Regions from separate parts of the Hordeum vulgare genome. Here region 2 is linked to region 1. A link is a contact called in public Hi-C data. All regions are on one chromosome and are shown on one strand. The core of a region is the stretch at or near the end of the contact, and the rest is flanking DNA. Distances in the headings are between cores, read along the strand shown.

Region 1 (3,277 bases), core at 461-2,960:
GATTAATGTGTCCTTATAAGTCGCAAAGTTAAATGAATTTGACCAAAATGTGTTGTGGTTAACTAAAAAATTAACAGTTTATGCTGTCGTCAACTGAAAAATTAACAATTTTGACTGAATAATTGAAGTTAGTAGAAATTATAGTGTGCAATTGAGTAGCCCTTCTCTAAATATAACTTTAAATGTGGTGCAATTAACTTTAAATGTTTATGTCAGCAAGGAGCAATAGCAGAACATGCAGGCAACAACAGGAGAACCCCAGTAAGAAAGCAAGCAAAATGTTTCAGTTAAATTAACAGAAAAAAGGTTTCTCTTTTTAGCTAAGAAAAAGGTTTCAGCAAGCAAGCAAGCAAAGAACTTGCTATTGCTACTCTAGTGCAAGCAAACAAGCAGTGCAAGAAAGCACAACTTGCTACTGCTACAGAAAAAGGAGTAGGTTGCAAGTAGTGCAAGCAAGCACAACTTGCAAGGTTAATTAGGTGAAACTTAATTAATGGAACCACAGAAAAAGGAGTAGCAGCCGCACACACTAAACTACTGAAACTACTGCAAGCAAACACATGAAAATCTGACATTAAACTAAAAACATTTCAGTTAATTAGTTGAAACTTAACAACAGCCACACATGCTATACTACTGCAAAGATAATTGCAAAGATTCGTTTGCAAAATTGACAAAATTGGCTGAAACTCCACACGTACTGCAAATGCTACTCCCAAAATTGACAAATTTGCTTCATGTACAAAAGTAACAGTAGCTATAGCGGAGAAGAGAAGAGAAGCTTGCTTCTTGCGGTGGTATTCCCTCCTTGTAGACCTGCACGCATGATGCATCAGGGAGTTCGAGTCCAGGGAAACCTTTCATGGCAGACCTACATGTCCGGGGATAAGAATGGACCATAGCTGATGCTGTTTACACGGCAGCTCCTCCACGTGGACGCGGCCGCCGGTGTCCAGATGAAGGCGGCCTCCCTCCTCCTGCCCGAGCACGGCGCCGGCGGCGGCCAGATGAGGCAGCCTCCCTCCTCCCGCGCGAGCACCGTGTCCGACGGCGAACAGATGGAGGTCGTTTCCCTTCTCCAGCGCAAGCACGACGTCCAGCGCCGCCCAGATGGAGGCGTCCTCCCTCCTCTCGGCCGTAGCACGACGCCCGCGACGGCCAGATGGAGGCGGCCTCCCTCCTCCCGCCCGAGCACGGCGCCGGCGGCGGACAGATGGAGGCGGCCTCCCTCCTCCTACACCGCCCATCCCCTCGCCGCGGCTGCAGAGTCTGGATAAGATGAAACAGAGGCTCGGAATTGAAATTCTTACAAATGTAGGTTTTTTTCGAAAACATGAAACGTTTTCTTAGATCCACTTACGAAGGGATTGCGGGTTGAATGTCATAAACATCAAGGACTTTTTTATAAAATCACCGCGGCGGGTTTTCCGACAGAAACGATAGCCTCTTTATTATTAGCTAAAGATAAAGATTTGTGCGATAATTAATTCTGGACGGAGGGAGTACTTAGACGCAAATTTAATAATATCCTTCTTTTTTAGGCAATATAAATCTGTCAGAAAGCCGAAACTAATCTAATGAAGCAGAAGTCAAAACAAAGGCATAATCGCATCCCGTCACGTTATCTTCCGTAGTTGGGTCTATGCGAGCATGACATGCGGGCCATACGTGTATATGCAGCATCGCACGCGCAGAACCCGAACGTTGGAACCGAGGGCCGGTTCAGAAATCAGAATCGAGCGAACTGGTCAGCGTCCACATCCGGCTGGGCGTGGGCGTGGGCGTGGGGAGCCGCCGTCCCGGGCCCGGCCAACCCCAGCGACCGTCCCCGATTTCGATCTCATTTCCCCCGTCCCGTCGTGGTCGCCGCCCACTACTCCACCATTACCACGCACGCCACCCCGCGGCCGCCGCCCCTCGCCGCGCCCCCCTCGCCTTCGTCAAACCGACGACTGAGCGGCGAGAGCCGGATCGAGCAATTTGGGGGAAAACAATCGAGGGATACACACGTCCCCTGAATCTTGACGGAGGCGAGATCGGCAATGGAGGGGAGCAACCACGGGGGGCAGGGGCAGCCGCAGCACCAGTACCACCAGTACCCGCCGCACCCGCAGCCGGAGCCCTACCCCTACCCCTACCAGCACCAGCAGTACCCGCCGCCGTCCGCCGCGCCGGCGTCCCACTACCTCGCGCCCTCGCCCTCCTTCCCGGCCTACTCCCCCGCGCCGCCGCCGCCGCAGCAGTTCGCGCACCACTCCGGCCCGCTCCAGCCCTACCCGCCGCCGGCGCCGCACCAGCAGCAAGCGTACCCTCCGCAGCACGCGTACCCGCCGCATTCGCAGCAGCAGCACGGGTACCCACCGCAGTCTCCTTCGCCCTACGGCTATGATCCCTACCCGGCGTACCCGTCCTACCCGAGCCCGGCGCACCCCTCCTACCCGAGTCCGGCGGTCTCCCATAGCTCCAGCTTCCACCACCAGCCCCATCCTTCGGCCCCCGACCACCCCGCGGCCGCCTACCCGAGTCCGGCGGTCTCCCATAGCTCCAGCTTCCACCACCAGCCCCATCCTTCGGCTCCCGACCACCCCGCGGCCGCCTACCCTAGTCCGGCGGTCTCGCATAGCTCCAGCTTCCACCACCAGCCCCATCCCTCGGCCCCCGAATCCCCTGCAGCCTACTACCCGAGTCCCGCGATCTCTCCTAGCTCCAGCTTCCACAACCACCCCCATCCCTCGGCCCCTGAATCCCCTGCGGCCTCCACACCGCACTACCCCATCGTCGATGGGTTCGCCAACATGAACCTCTCCGGCCGCCACAACTACACACAGGCGCCTGTGTCGTCGCCCTCCGTACTGCCGCCTTCTGCCTCCTTCTCAAACGGTGGAGGGATGCAGATGGTGCCATACGGTACCGTGGCCGGAGGGTCACAGCATGGCAGCATGAGGGCGTCGCTGAAAGTGGTGCTGCTCCACGGCAGCCTCGACATTTGGGTGCACGACGCCAAGAACCTCCCCAACAAGGACATGTTCTCCAAGAGGGTCAGCGAGCTCCTCTCCGTCGGCGGCAAGTCCAACGCTAAAATGACAAGCGACCCCTATGTCACCATCCAGGTCTCCTATGCCACTGTCGCCCGCACCTACGTCGTTTCCAATAGTGAGAACCCCGTTTGGGAGCAGAACTTCCATGTGCCAGTTGGCCATGAGTCTGCTGAGGTCGAGTTTGTCGTCAAGGACAGCGATGTCTTCGGAGCTCAGCTCATTGGAACTGTGGCCATCCC
Region 2 (3,003 bases), core at 162-2,661, 270 kb before region 1:
ATTTTGTAGGAGAATTTCATGACTATTTTTGGTGGCTATCTCTAAGAACTTGGGCAACCAGATCATCATAGTCACCTCATCCCCTTTTAATTGTATTAGCTTTCCTATGGACTCAAATGTGATTTCTCACAAAACATAAAATGTAGAGTCTTCAACCTTGTTGCCAATGGATGTTCCTTGCATCCACGGGTTATCCTCAAAATCCTTAGCCAATGCATCTTTGAGTTTTTCTCAAATATACTTAGATACAATCATTAGTTCAATGACACATATGTTGTTATTGATTACTGAAACCACCTTATGGAGAAGTTTTGCTTTCATTTGCATCTTGGGCCAACTAGTGTGTACGTTTGGACCAAAACTGATGCAGTCGGACCATTTGGGTGTGTGTGTTGGAATTGGCCTAACCACTAGGCTTGGCTCGCATTTGTGATGGACAATTAGGGTCGTAGTTCTTAAGTCAAAACCAACCACGTTTTCCACTGTTTCTTCTCCCCTTTTTCCACTCTTTCTTGTTTTTCTCCATTTTCTCTCTCTTTTCAGTTTTTTTCCTTTCCTTTTTCATTGTTTTCATTATTATTTTTTATATTTTCTCCTTCTCTTTTCTTCTTTGTTTTTCCATTCTTTTTCATTTTTTTGGTTTATGTTTATTTATTTTGGGATCCTTTTTTTGTTCTTGGATTTTTTTGATTTCATTCCATATTTTTTGTATATGTCAATAACATTTTTCTAATACACACCTAACACTCCCACGATATAAAATTTACTATTTTTTAATATATGGTCAATATTTTTATACACATTTAACCTTTTTCAATATATTGATGAAATTTTTGGAGTACCTCTTTCAACATTTTTTCAACTGCTTGATTAATATTTTTATATACATGATAAAAAATCATCATTTTTAAATACATGTAAACATTTTTATACAAATTTAGCATTTTCAAATGTTTGATTAAAAAATTTCAAATAGTTGTTCAATATGTTTTTCAAATGCATCATTAACATTTCTATAAACATGATAAAGAAATTCGTCATTTCTTTAATACACCGTCATCATTGTTTCTATACACAATAAAAAAAAATTCTTGGATAATAATTTTTTAAACATTTTCTAAAATGTGTTTTTTTAACATTGTTTGAAAGATTATCATTTTATATGTGATAAAAAATTTCTCTATACACATATAACATTTTTCAAATGCTTGGTCAACTTTTTCAATTTTCTTATTTTCATAATATATATATCTAGAATATTTTAAAGTATAAAATGGTAAACAAGTAACGAAAAAAGGAAACCAACCAACAGAAAAAGGAGACTGGAGCTTCGTATGTGCTTGGGCTGGCTCATGTGGAGCTCCCCCGACACGAGGCTGCACTTGTCCTTTTTTAGAAGAGTCTGCCTTTGTTTTTCACAGAGAGGGTGCCCCAACAAGCCGATATACATTCTTGTCAAACCTGTTACAGGATAGGCATAGCCCAATGACTCGGCCCATTCAACCAGCAGGAGACAAGAAGAAGCTGAACGGCCAAGACTGGGCTCAATAAGCCTTGTAACCATAGCAGCGGCCTTCGAGGTTTCAAACTCACTACCTCCAACTAATGTGCTTGGGTGTCTAAATAGATATCACAATGTATAAACAACTATCTATAGAGAAAGTTCTAACTTCAAAAAATCAATAGAGAAAGTTCTATTTTTCATATTTCATTTAAACACAAACATTATTTAAAACACAAGGACAAAGTTGGAAACAAATGATCATTTTTTGAATTTCACGAACATTTATAGAATTTGTCAAATATCTTATAAAAAGTTAAATTTTTTATTTGTGAACAAATTTTGATAATTGGATTTTTTAGAAATTCTGGATAAATTCTTATAAGTGCCGACTTTTTTTACATTCCAAACAATATATGAATAAACAAGAATAATTTAATTTTCTAAACAATTTTTTAAAAATACAAACAAGTTTTCAATGTATAGAACATTGTGGAGAATGCGAGAATTTTCTGAAACTTTTAACAATTTTAAAGCGAGAATATTTTTTGAAATTTGTGAATATTTTCAAAAATGCGAACATTTTTCGAAAACATAGAAATAAACTTAGAAATGAAAAGAAGAAGCAAAGAAGGAAAACAAAAACAAATAAATAAAAGTAAAAAAAACAAAAAAAAACAAAAAAACAAAATTGTGCGATAGAATGGGCCGGCCTATTTATTGCGTTGTGAGGGTTCACGTGTGTGTGCTTGGTATTTTAACACACAAAGCGTCATATAGGGTTTTCTCGGGGAGGGAGAGCTCCTGTTTGGCGTCTTCATTGGCAAAGTTACCCAACTAGCGTTCATGGATGTCCTTGCATGGACCGGCCAAACAAACGAATTGATGGTTCACTCTTTTAGTTGTACAAGTAGATTCTAAAGAAAAGGTTGCACAGGTTGACTAGTTGACCATTTGGCTTTTTGACACTTGACCCTTGACTTCTCAAGAAAAGTTCATGAATTAGATGATTTTAGGTGGCTTAATGGTTATGCCACCCTATGAGCATGTTATGTCCTAGCACAATATCCCCATGAGGTGACAATGCAAACCAACACACATGATTGAAGGCGTAGTTGCATGCTTACTTAAAAAATCCATATTTGATACGACAATTTTAGAAATAGCAGCAAAGTAAGACAATCCCCAAAGGAGGAAGTGGCAATGATTGTTGAATATATAAGCAATTTCTAGAATAATTTAATCCACAAAATAATAATGAACATGATTGAGGGAGTTCTGGATTAAGAGGTCCTCGGGTGGTCGGGTTATCCCTTATGGGCCGACCATATGGGCCGCAACATTGAAGACCGGATTGTGTGACGACTTCATAATCAAGATGGAAAGCTCGAAAGACTAGGCGTGCACTCAAGTCAAGAGGACCAGTTCGGCCCATCTATCCCCGACTAAGGTCGGTAACATGTAACCCTAGGAACCCTAGTGTATATATAAACCAGATGTTC

What was found. A called contact is a pair of places that touch in the nucleus more often than the background predicts.
Region 2: a Hi-C map of leaf shows a contact between it and region 1, with 4 times the contacts expected there. The contact joins the enhancer-like site here to the promoter of LOC123435241 in region 1. A contact is called at or near these places in 3 of 6 Hi-C or Micro-C datasets (leaf and seedling) and 1 of 1 datasets of contacts at active chromatin or transcription factors (embryo).

The regions. Positions count from the first base shown.
Region 1 is chr1H:344,384,415-344,387,691 of MorexV3_pseudomolecules_assembly, reverse strand. It overlaps LOC123435241 (phospholipase D gamma 1-like), which reads left to right and starts at 1,710. Exons shown (of 10, transcript XM_045115559.1): 1 at 1,710-3,277. The coding sequence starts at 2,043.
Region 2 is chr1H:344,652,124-344,655,126 of MorexV3_pseudomolecules_assembly, reverse strand. No RefSeq gene overlaps it. Among protein-coding and RNA genes, the nearest start is that of LOC123410665, 170 kb to the left of the region's middle. Within about 2 kb of position 1,411, at least 3 of the 3 cell types and tissues checked have open chromatin away from gene starts, as enhancers often do. A contact at or near this core is called in leaf and seedling, where this site is marked.